2 separate regions of the Zea mays genome follow, and region 2 is linked to region 1. A link is a contact called in public Hi-C data. All regions are on one chromosome and are shown on one strand. Each heading gives the region's core, a stretch centred on a gene start, on an enhancer-like site or on the middle of the called end of the contact. The rest is flanking DNA. Distances are from core to core; before and after follow the strand shown. Region 1 has its middle 96 kb from the start of LOC100283599. Region 2 holds the start of LOC100191487 (U-box domain-containing protein 44).

Region 1 (5,649 bases), core at 990-3,489:
GACACTTTATCCTGACGCGCACTCTTCAGTCGACAGAGCCGAAGTGACCGTAGTCACTTCGCCGCTCCACTGACCGACCTGACAAGAAAACAGCGCCGCCTGCGTCGCTCCGACTGCTGTGCCACTCAACAGAGTGAGGCTGACAGCAGCTAAGTCCAGCCTCGGGCGCCATAGGAAGCTCCGCCTCGCCCGACCCCAGGGCTCGGGCTCAACCTCGACGCTGGACGACGGACTCCGCTTCGCCCGACCCCAAGGCTCGGACACAGCCTCGGCCTCGAAAGACGGTCTCCGCCTCGCCCGACCCAGGGCTCGGGCTCAACCTCGACCTCAGAAGACGGACTCCGCCTTGCCCGACCCCAGGGCTCGGACACAGCCTCGGCCTTGGAAGACGGTCTCCGCCTCGCCCGACCCCAGGGCTCGGACTCAGCCTCGACCTCGGAAGACGGACTCGACCTCGGAGGAGCCTCCGCCTCGCCCGACCTAGGGCTCGGACCGACCACATCACAGGGGGGCCATCATTACCCTACCCCTAGCTAGCTCAGGCTACGAGGAACAAGACCGGCGTCCCATCTGGCTCGCCCCGGTAAAACAAAAAATGATGGCGTCACGCGTGCTCCATGACGACGACGGCTCTCAGCCCCTTACGGTAGAAAGGAGACATCAGCAAGGACTCGACAGCCCCGACAGCTGTCCTTCCACAGGGCCCAAGCGCTCCTCCGACGACCACGACATCACATGAACAGGGTGCCAAAACCTCTCTGACTGCCACGACGGCATGTACTTAGGGCTCTAGCTCCTCTCGGCTAGACACGTTAGCACACTGCTACACCCCCATTGTACACCTGGACCCTCTCCTTACGCCTATAAAAGGAAGGTCCAGGGCTCTCGTACGAGAAGGTTGGCCGCGCGGGAGAACGGGCCAACGCATAAGGCTCTTGCCCTCTCTCTCTCTCCCACGCGAACGCTTGTAACCCCTACTGCAAGCGCATCCATCCGCCCTGGGCGCAAGACAACACGAAGGCCGCGGTTTCCCCTTACTGTTCTCCCCCTTTGTGTCCCGTCTCGCGCCGACCCATCTGGGCTGGGATACGCAGCGACAATTTACTCGTCGGTCCAGGGACCCCCCCGGGGTCGAAACGCCGACAAAATTCTAGCACTAATTTATCATATTTAGGCTGCCAAGATCATACGATGTCGACGTGCCTTTACAGCCACCCTGAAAACTGAAAAATCCATCTGGGAGTACCTAGCTAGTTTCCCACGCTCAGAACTGAAATGCGATACGCAAACGAACAATGCGTTCAACTCATTTTTCCACGGCAGCTACTCACCAACCGTGTAAATGCAAGTGTAGATGTGTACAACAACTTTTTACCGATTAGAATTAGACTCAACTGAAGATATATCATTTCACTTGTTTCATAAATTTTGTTTCAATTTATCATTATTAGTTCATGTTCTCTTTTCCAGATTTTATTTGTTATATAGTTCATTTTCTTTTTTCCAGATTTTATTTGCTATATAACATCTGGATGTAAATATATTATGTTCGTCATGACTCTTATTCACCATTTATTTTATAGCTATGAATTGCTTTAGACTATGTTGTAATTTTTTTTCATTATTACTTTAGCAATACCTTAATTTTGATTCGTCCTCTTGCCTGCGACAAGATAGGTAGCAAAGCAGCAAGCTCGGCAGCCGCAGCGTTAGGCGACCGGGTACGCAAACCAAAATCATGACTGAAAACGGGAGTAATCAAAATCAAAATTAGTATCTGGATAAGTACCCGTTTTCATCCTAGCGTGCTAGTAGCTACCATACTAGTCACCGGTGGGTAGCTTCCCTCAATGACCATCGCCTCAACGATCGTCGTGTTTTGCATTTCCACCATAGTTGCGCTGCACCTGCAAGTGTAATCCAAACAGAGAGAGGCACACGACGGCCCTGACAGACAGTGGCCTCATGGTCAGACGTCGATCCCGGCCCCGCGAGACGACCGTACGCAGACGCACGTTTACCACGCTGGCAGTGCCCTGTGCCGTGCACGCCCTGTCGTTGCGATCTCAAGCATCGAGACCGGCGGCGGCGCCAATCGACGACGTCGAGACTCAGGCCAAACAGCCGTGAGAGAGTTGGACCCGCCCGTCGACGTCGGCGGCACCGTACCAGCTGGACGGTTCCTACTACTAGCTCCGCGGCCTGCGTCACAGCGCGAGCGACGCGGTGTGTGGAATTTACAAGGACAAGCCCCGCCACGCGGACGCCGTCGCGGTCACTCGTGGTCAGCGCTCAGGTCAGAGCACGCTTCTCCCGCCGCTTCGTTCCGGTTTCTGTTGTTTCAGCTGCAGACGCCGCAGCCGACATCCTCCGTTCAACGAACTAGCGCGGGCCGCCTGCAGCATGTCGCGCGGCACACTGAGCCAACTCTTTATCTTTTTCTTTTTCTTTTTCTTCTCCACAACACCGATGCTAAAGAGCTTCAGATTAGAAAATAAAGAAGCTTCACCCCGGCCCACGGAGAATCATATATACAAAAAATGGTAAATATAGAGGTCAGATTTATTATTTTTAGGAAGCTCATCCATATTGCTCAGCCTTGTGTGTCAAGCCATAAATCAGAACTGACAAATAACCTCACCTATCCAGAGCACTAATGGTCTATTCCCGTGTCTTGTCATGAGCTCAAGTAGGTGTTTTCATTCAAGATATCATGTAGGCTAATATCTTCACAACAGAGAACATTATACCAACCTAAACGCTAAACTTATCAGACAAGAATTAGTACTCAGGAAACGCACTGGTGGGCTGTGATGGCCCCACTGGCCCATGAAACGCCCGTGAATGGGTGAGGCCCATGTGAATGTAAGTTTGATTCTTTGCCCGAACGCACAATGCACATTTGGGTTTGGGCTTGAAACCGAAGGAGGAACTAGTGTCTCCTCGAACTCTACCTACCTGTGCGACCGTTCCTCGATCATGGTAGTAGTTCTGTCCGCGCACAACGCTGCGTCGGTGCTAAGAGACATGAATGGCATTACCAGCAGAAATGATTGGTGCCGGCTCCCATGATTGTTCAACTCCATGATCGGGGAGATATCGTGTGCGTGTAATGTAGTACACCCTAGATGGTCGCCTGTGAAAGTTCCGGCCATGATGACCCTATATATATATATATATATATATATATATATATATATATATATATATATATATATATATATATATATATATATATATATATATATATATATATATATATATATATATATATATATATCTCACATCAGGGAAGAAGGAACCCCAGGCCAAAGCCTCCTTCGGCGCACCCACAAATGCTTCTGCTTGCTGCCTACGTCTCTGCCTCCCAATCGTGTCTCGTCGTCTCGCTTCGCCGCACATAGTGTTCTTGGTGCCTCTGCTTTCTATCTAGCTCCCCCTTTTTTTTGTTTGAAGAACTGTTCCATGTCTAATCCATCTCTCTGATTCGTAGGGACACGTATACATGATGCGAGGATAAAGGTGCTGCTGAGCTTTCCTTGCCCCCTCCCCAAACCAAATGTTGTATCCCTGCAACCATGCATCCAAACGTGCCATGAATGGCCGGTCGACATCCTACGTTTTATATAGGGTTAGAGTAGGGAAAGGGCCCCGCCTCGTCGCTGACAAAGGAAATGCAAATGCATGCGAGTCGTGGCCGTGGATGCAGACATCCATTACTATAGGGGCCTGATTGGTTGTGGTAGCTACCGAACCTGCCTCGTACTCGAGATGCATGCAGACTCTGCAACCGGTGCATTAGCTAGAGCTAGGTCGGTGGGCAGGCTAATAAACCAAAAAAAATGTGTACTGCAAGTGTCATCGCATATACACTCTGCTACAGTAGCCTTATACGTCTATCTAAAATGGGCCGATTCGACTGGCCTGATGGGCTGAGGCTCTATTTCGACATCAATCGCGAGACCAACGACAAGCACTTTTTTTTTCTCTTGACAATTTTCGTTTCCAGTTTGCTGCGTCTCATTCTGTCCTAGCTAGATGGCTAAACTGGATAGATAGCCTATCAAGTCATTGCCACATTCTCAAACAAACATCAATACTACTCAATCACGGGGCTTCGCGTGCGAGAATTATCTTTTTTTGTTTTATTTGCTTTAAAACCGATACTGATACCATCACTAATACTGGTTTTAAAATTTGTCGCTTTTTTAAATGCATTAGTACTGTTTGATGCCTCCAACCGATACAAATGCCAAGTATTTAGTGTTGGTTGAAGACACCAACTGGTAGTCATGCGCCTTAGGCCCTGTTCTGCCCCACCCATACACAACGGCATCGAAGCCCATGTGAGAACGACCACGACCGGGGCTGAGCCTTAAACCTGTGCTTTGGCGTGGGACAGACGAGGGGATTTTTTTAACCACAGCCTAAAATTCACTCCCACGGGGAGTCGAACCTAGGACCTGAGGAGTGCTACTCAGACCACCTAACCAACTCAGCTAGAGGCCCTTTCGCTATTTATTAATACTATAGTATTGGAGCTTAAAAGATGTTTGGTTTGTACAGTCAAAACTCAGTTTTAAATACCATGGTTTATCCAAAACTGTGGTATTTTTGGAGTTTTTGAAACTCCACTCAGGACCTCAGTTTTCTTCTCTTCTCTCTACATATACTTTGTTTTTCCAATATAACCAAACAGATCTCGGTTTTGAGAAATACTATAGTTTTACTGTGGTAAAGCAATACCGTAGTATTTATGTCATGTACAACTGTAAACTATGGTATCTCAAAACTACAGTATTTCTAAACTGCATTCCTAAACAGGCCCTTAATGTTTTTAGTATCAGTTCTAGCAAAGAACCGGCACTAAAGGCCTCTTTCCTGTTTGCGTCTATAAGTTTTAGTTTGTGCCAGCATGACTTTAGTACAGGTTTTTAAAAAGAAGTGGTACTAATTCTTTTTTAAGAATATGTAATAACTTTTCTTCTCTCTGCCCATAAATTTTATTTCCAGCCCAAATATCTTTAATACCGGTTCTTAATTAAGGCCTCCTTTAGAACAAACGAACAACGAAGGAAATTTCGGAGGATAAATCCTATAGAAAAATTTTCATATGGTCCTTTGGAACAAAGGATTTGAGTTCCCGCAAATTGTATAGAATTCCTATGGAATAGCCTATTGTAGTGAGATTTTGGAGGATTTCTAATATGCGGTCCAACCTCTTGAAAATTTCCCTCTGTGTCTATCTTTCTTTTCTAATTCCTATGTTATTCCTATGTTGCATCAGAATGATCCATTAAAAGTTTTTCTGCGGTTTTAATTCGTGTAGAATTACAAGTGTCAAGCAGCTCTATTCCTACCTTTTCCCCCCTTTTCCTATTGTACCCACCACGCCGTCGGTTCATGGGGTTGTTGTGAAATCACGTAAACCGACTGCTAACAAGCGTCAACTTTTCTTCCCCATGAATCTCCACTTGCTCCTCTGTGATGGTCAATAAAGAAGACAAAGCAAACATAGTAGGTGAAGGGTTAGAAGAAGAGCCACATCTAGACACCAGGGCCATGGTGGGTGCAGCAAGATTATTGATCTTGGACCGAGTCTAGTGGTCAGTCTTGTGGACTTGAGCTTGCTGAAAAGCTCATCCACGG
Region 2 (5,649 bases), core at 915-3,414, 510 kb after region 1:
AGGAGAATGTTACCGTCCTGAACATTGGGAGAGAATATGGTCTTGTTCCTCTCAGTGTAACCACCAAGGTGATACCGTGCAGGGGATGATAGTGTTTCAGTAATCGGGTCTCACGATAGTGAGATTGAAGAAACCAAACTAATGGGTAAAGTGTACAGCTCTACGCGGAGTTATATATCTATTCGAATTACGCTAACTCATCTAACGGACGGAGGGCAAGTTCTCTTCACACTCGTGTATACGAACGTGCAGAACATTATTTCACACGGTAGAATGCTCTGTTTACAGAGTGGGGTTTAAAATGAGGAGTAAGGTAAGCGATGAGATGGAAAGGCTGCTGGAGATAACCTTGTTGCTGTGGTTGGGTGATCCATCACAATCAGCAACCAGAAATCACAATTGTCGTACGACGAGAGAAAGCTCTCCGGAAAGGCAACAGTAGGGAGAAGTTTGGATGAGAGTAGAACCAGCTGAAGAAGAAACCAAGCATGACGCGGTGTGAACAGGCAAAGGTGCATCTCACCCTTTCCTTCCCGCTACGGAGAGAACCGGATTCCTCGTGACATGAATATGGTCATATCCACGTCGGTCAGGATTCGATGAACAAAGGGCGCACGCAGTTTATTTCATCCGGCCGTCGATGTCTGACCGCGTGTCTGCACACATGCTGGAAAGGGAGAAGCGAAACGCGCTTCGCCGACCACGGCTCTGCATTGGCCGGGCGGCCTTATCTGGACTGGACCTATAGACACCTGGGCGCGCGAATTGCAGCTTGCAGGCAAGGCAGCCCCGTCCCGTCCCGGTGTGGCTATAAGCCTATACGTACCCGTACGTCAGAGCTACTGCTATATATATAGAATCCAGACCATTGGTGTTGCTCACGCTTCCACTACAACAGCATCATCGATCGCCGAGCGTGCGTGCTCTAGCTCTAGCAATAGCAGCGAGGAGACGGTCGAGGATGGATCAGAACAACAGCAACAGGCAGCAGCAGCAGGCGCCGCCGCCACCACCCGCGGGTCAGATCGATCGATCGATCGTCATCTCCGAATAAATCCGTGTGGATGGACGGATCGACGGACACATATTGCTGACATGGCTTGCTTGCAGGCTACCCGACGGCAGGCGCGGAGCAGCAGGGAGGCAGCGGCAGGAAGCAGGGACGCCGGGGGAAGACGACCTCGCGCGGGGAGAAGGGCTTCATCGAAGGATGGTAAACTACCAATCACAAACTTAATGATCCTTCAGTCGTCCGTCGGTCCACCCGTTTCTCTGTCCTCTTCTGCTACAAAAAAATAACCTCAGGAATTAAGAACTGCTACTGTGTGGCGTGTTTTTGGTTTTTCAGCATCGCGGCGCTCTGCTGCTGCTGGATCTGCGAGATGTGCTGCGACTAGGCAGCCCCCCCTTCCCTCCGCCGCCAGGCTTTGAGCCTTTGACAGGAACGGAGAGATCTGCTCCACCCATAGCTGCAGTTGTGGCTGCACGTACTTGTTGAGCTGTTGTGTTGTGTCCATCTCGGTACTTTTTGATTTGTTATTAGTAGTAGCTGTGATGACGATGCATGGGCTGCTCTGTCTTCTGCAGCTCTAGCATTACACTCACTACTACGTGTGCGTGTTGTACCGTTTTGTATTGAGTGGTGACTTGAAGGTGGCGCTGGTGATTTGTACTACCTTCTATATATGCATACTCCTTGGTACGCAAAATAACAAAAGTGACGAAAGCTAGCGCAGAGAAATGCAAATGGGCTTGGGCCGTATCGGCATACTGGGCCGTGAGTTTCTAATAACGCATTTGGGCTTCTCCGCCTGGGGCCTCCGCAGTCCGCACAGGGACGCCGTACATCGGCCGTGGGACTCTTGCCTGACTCTTGGATTGGATTGGGCGGCACGCGGTAACTCTGTCGTCTTGTGTTGGAAGCCTTTTGCCCGTCACGACTCTCGGCGGCCGGCCGAGTCAGCACGGACGGACCAACAACCGACCGAGGACTACGGAACGGGTCAAAGCCAAGCCTACCACAGAAGAGAGTCAGAGACGCGTTGCAGCGAATGGCACATCGCCCAATCCGCCGTATCTTACTCGCGATCGCGACCTGCTACCGTCACATGAATCCTACCTGGACTAATAAAACTGATATACACGTCTTGCTCCGCCGCGCCCATGGACGACGACTTGACCGCTTCGCCGTGCCCACCGCCCGCTTACTCCACTCTCCACACTCCCTCGCTTCCTCCGCTCGGTTCCATCCCTTCCCACCCCACAAAAGCCCCCACCGCCGTCGCCGCACCGGGCCACGCGATGGCGATGGCGAGGGCGGCGGTGGACGTGGAGGACCTGCTGGTGCGCGTCAAGACCGGCGCGGAGGCGGACCTCGCCGCCGCGGCGCGGGAGGTGGCCGCGCTGGCAGCGAACGGCAGGCTCGGAGAGGACGACGACGAGGATGGCCTCCTCGTCGCGGCGCTGCTCGCGCGCCTCGCAGCCGCCGCCGCCACCGCCGACGCCAGGGTCAGCGTCATGGCCGCGCTCAGGCGCCTCGCGGGCTGCGTCGCCGGCGAGAGCAAGGTGACTTCACTGATACACGCCCGCCAGGCTCCAGTCCACGCCCTTCCTTTTCCTTCTTATTATCCCTGCTAATAGTAAATACACGCTTGCGCGCGCTCCGTGTTCGACGCTATGCTCGTACGCCACTGCTCCGTGACCTCTATTCTGACGATCGGTGCATTGCTCCACAGGAGAGGCTGGCCAGCACCGAGGCGCTGTCCAGCATCGTCCGCTCCCTGTCCAGGGACGCGGACGAGAGGAGGGAGGCCATCGCGGTGCTGCTGGACCTGTCGGACATCCCGCAGGTCCGCCAGAGGATCGGCAGGATCAAAGGCTGTGTCGTCATGCTGGTCACCTTGAGGAACGCGCACGAGCCAGGCACCGGGGATGACGCCGATAAGTTGCTCGCCATTCTGTCGTCCAACCCGCAGAACGTGCTGTTGATGGCGGAGGCTGGTTACTTCCGCCCGTTGATACAGTACCTCAAACAAGGTAATTATCATCTGCCATACTATGTCTCAAAATGAAAGAAAAATAAATGTTTTCTCCGAATCTCGAAGCCCTTTTTTAACAACACAAGTATCTGCAATGAGCCATTACAATTTTACCCAATGTTATTAAAAAGTTCAGAAACTTCAACTCTTATAAGAACAACAGCCTCTCGGAGAAAATGGAAGAGAAATTGCAAGTAAAACGATGCGAGAGGAGTAAGAATTTTGGTTCCATCACTTCTGCACACCACTTCACCTATTTCTTATCCGTCAGGCTACAATATTCTGGGAAAGAATAATTCACTAGATTAACTCCAGCCTATAAAAAAATTGGGAATTCAATGTAGAATGCAATTTTCTCCACTCTATCTAACCATACCATCACCTAATAAGCTTCCGCCCTCCTGTTTCGTTTGCAGGTTCAGACATGAACAAGGTCCTCATGGCAACGGCCATCTCGAAAATGTTCCTATCTGAACATATGAAATCTTCCCTCGGCGAGGATGGAGCTATTGAACCGCTCGTGGACATGTTTAAACATGGAAACCTTGAAGCCAAGCACTCGGCCTTAGGCGCCTTGTGTAATCTCTCTAGCTCTCTACAGAATGCAGAACTCCTGATAAATTCTGGCATAACAGGACCGCTGCTCCAGCTCCTTTTCTCCGTGACGTCAGCACTCATGGCCCTCAGAGAGCCGGCCTCGGCTATACTCGCAGCTATAGCACAATCTGAGCGTATTCTACTTCATAAGGATGTAGCGCCTCAGATGCTCTCGCTTCTTAATTTATCGAGTCCGGTGATTCAACTTCATCTCCTGAGGGCCTTGAACAGCATTTCCGGGCACGCGAATGCTAAAAGAGCCAGGAGTAAAATCAGGCAAAATGGAGGAGTGCAGCTGCTTCTACCTTTCCTGACAGAAAAGAATGTGGGTATCAAAATCGCCGCGTTGCACTTAATGTTCCATTTGTCGAAAGACTCTTCTCAAGAATTGGCTGAGCAGTTCAGGGAGACCCATCTGGATATTTTTGTGAAGATCATCTCTTCCCCTACTTCTCGAGACGAGAAGGCTGCAGCTGTCGGTATCCTGAGCAACCTCCCAGCGACAGACAAGAAGGCAACTGAGATTCTGATGCGGGCAAACTTGCTCCCTATTCTGATCACCTTGTTTGAGGCAAACATGGCCGCTGCCGTGACACCTCAAAGAATGTGGTTGCTTGAGGGCATCGCTGGTGTGTTTATCCGGTTCACAGTCACCTGGGACAGGAAGCTGCAGAGTTCAGCAGTTGGACACGGGGTGGTTCCTTGCCTTGTGAAGTTGCTTTCAGAAGGATCGGTGGACGCCAAGTCTAAAGCGGCAACATCCTTGGCCCAACTGTCACAGAGCACGATGGCGCTGCGCAAGTCAAAAACGCCAAGGTGGCTCTGCGTTCCTCCATCGGCCGAATCCTACTGTACAGTCCACAGCTGCCAGTGCACAGTCAAAAGCACCTTCTGCTTAGTAAAAGCCGGCGCCGTCCATCCTCTGGTCCAGACACTGGAAGGCGAAGAGCGCGGAGCTGATGGAGCGGCGCTGGAAGCGTTGGGCACCCTTATGGAGGACGAGGTCTGGGAGAACGGGAGCAGGGTGATAGAAAGGGCGTCAGGCATCCATGCTCTGCTGAGGATCGCCGAAGCCGGAGAGCCGAGCTCCCAGGACAAGGCGATATGGATGCTGGAGAGGATGTTCCGGCTCGAAGCCCACAGGGAGCGGTACGGCGAGATCGCGCAGGCTCTGCTCATCGATCTCGCCCAGAAAGGAGACCCTGCCCTGAAACCGATGATCGGCAAGATACTGGCTCACCTTGAGCTGCTGCAAACACAATCTAGCTACTTTTAAGCGTGCTGGCGGGCGTCGCTGCAGATACCAGATCGCCAGATTTGTGGGCCGTGAAGTGTGCATACCTGTAGCTTTAGGAGCCATAGCAAACTGTGCTGATATTTGGCGTTGGTAAGTTCAAATCTGAACTGACCATGCCCAACTATTAAAGGGCACATGGATCGTTATTTTTCTTGTAAGTAGATACAGCGAGTTTTGCTCCAAAGAGGAAGAAGATGCAGACTGTAATGAAGTGTAAAGTGATGATAGTGGTTATAGATAAGATGGAGTACTGTGTATACAAACAAATTGCCATCTCCACAGCAAACTCGTTCAACAGATTCGCCTGTGATGTGAAAGCGTTTATGACTCGTCGTGATGCCATGTGATTCAACTTGATATGCTGATGTTTTTTTACGTGCACAACTAGGGCTGGAAACGAGCAGATGCGAACAAAATGTTGACTTGTCTCTTATGGTTTAGATTGATGATAAATGATTGACAATGGATAGCGTCGCGGGGTCGAGTCATAGACTGACCGAGGCATGAGATTATGTATGTAACCATGTATATCGACTTGTAATGTGCAGGTGTGGAACATAAGGACGGTGGTCGACGACTGAAGTGAAGGTCATGCGAGCTCGACGGTGATGGACGACTGTTGGGTCTTTACTGACGGATCGGAGCAGCCAGATGACCATCCATGATGGCTGACACCTGGGACTCGCACTCGCGCAAGGACGTGGCGGAGCGGGCCGT

The links. A called contact is a pair of places that touch in the nucleus more often than the background predicts.
Region 2: a Hi-C map of leaf shows a contact between it and region 1, with 9 times the contacts expected there. The contact joins the promoter of LOC100191487 here to the enhancer-like site in region 1. A contact is called at or near these places in 2 of 25 Hi-C or Micro-C datasets (bundle sheath and leaf).

What each region holds. Positions count from the first base shown.
Region 1 is chr3:151,716,977-151,722,625 of Zm-B73-REFERENCE-NAM-5.0, forward strand. No RefSeq gene overlaps it. Among protein-coding and RNA genes, the nearest start is that of LOC100283599, 96 kb to the left of the region's middle. Within about 2 kb of position 2,240, at least 19 of the 20 cell types and tissues checked have an H3K27ac peak or open chromatin away from gene starts, as enhancers often do. A contact at or near this core is called in bundle sheath and leaf, where this site is marked.
Region 2 is chr3:152,231,513-152,237,161 of Zm-B73-REFERENCE-NAM-5.0, forward strand. It overlaps LOC100191487 (U-box domain-containing protein 44), which reads left to right and starts at 2,165. Exons shown (of 3, transcript NM_001136919.1): 1 at 2,165-2,565; 2 at 2,736-3,036; 3 at 3,455-5,147. The coding sequence starts at 2,302. The coding sequence ends at 4,911. LOC100275328 reads left to right here and starts at 881. Exons shown (of 3, transcript NM_001328143.1): 1 at 881-1,019; 2 at 1,111-1,213; 3 at 1,349-1,706. The coding sequence starts at 962. The coding sequence ends at 1,397.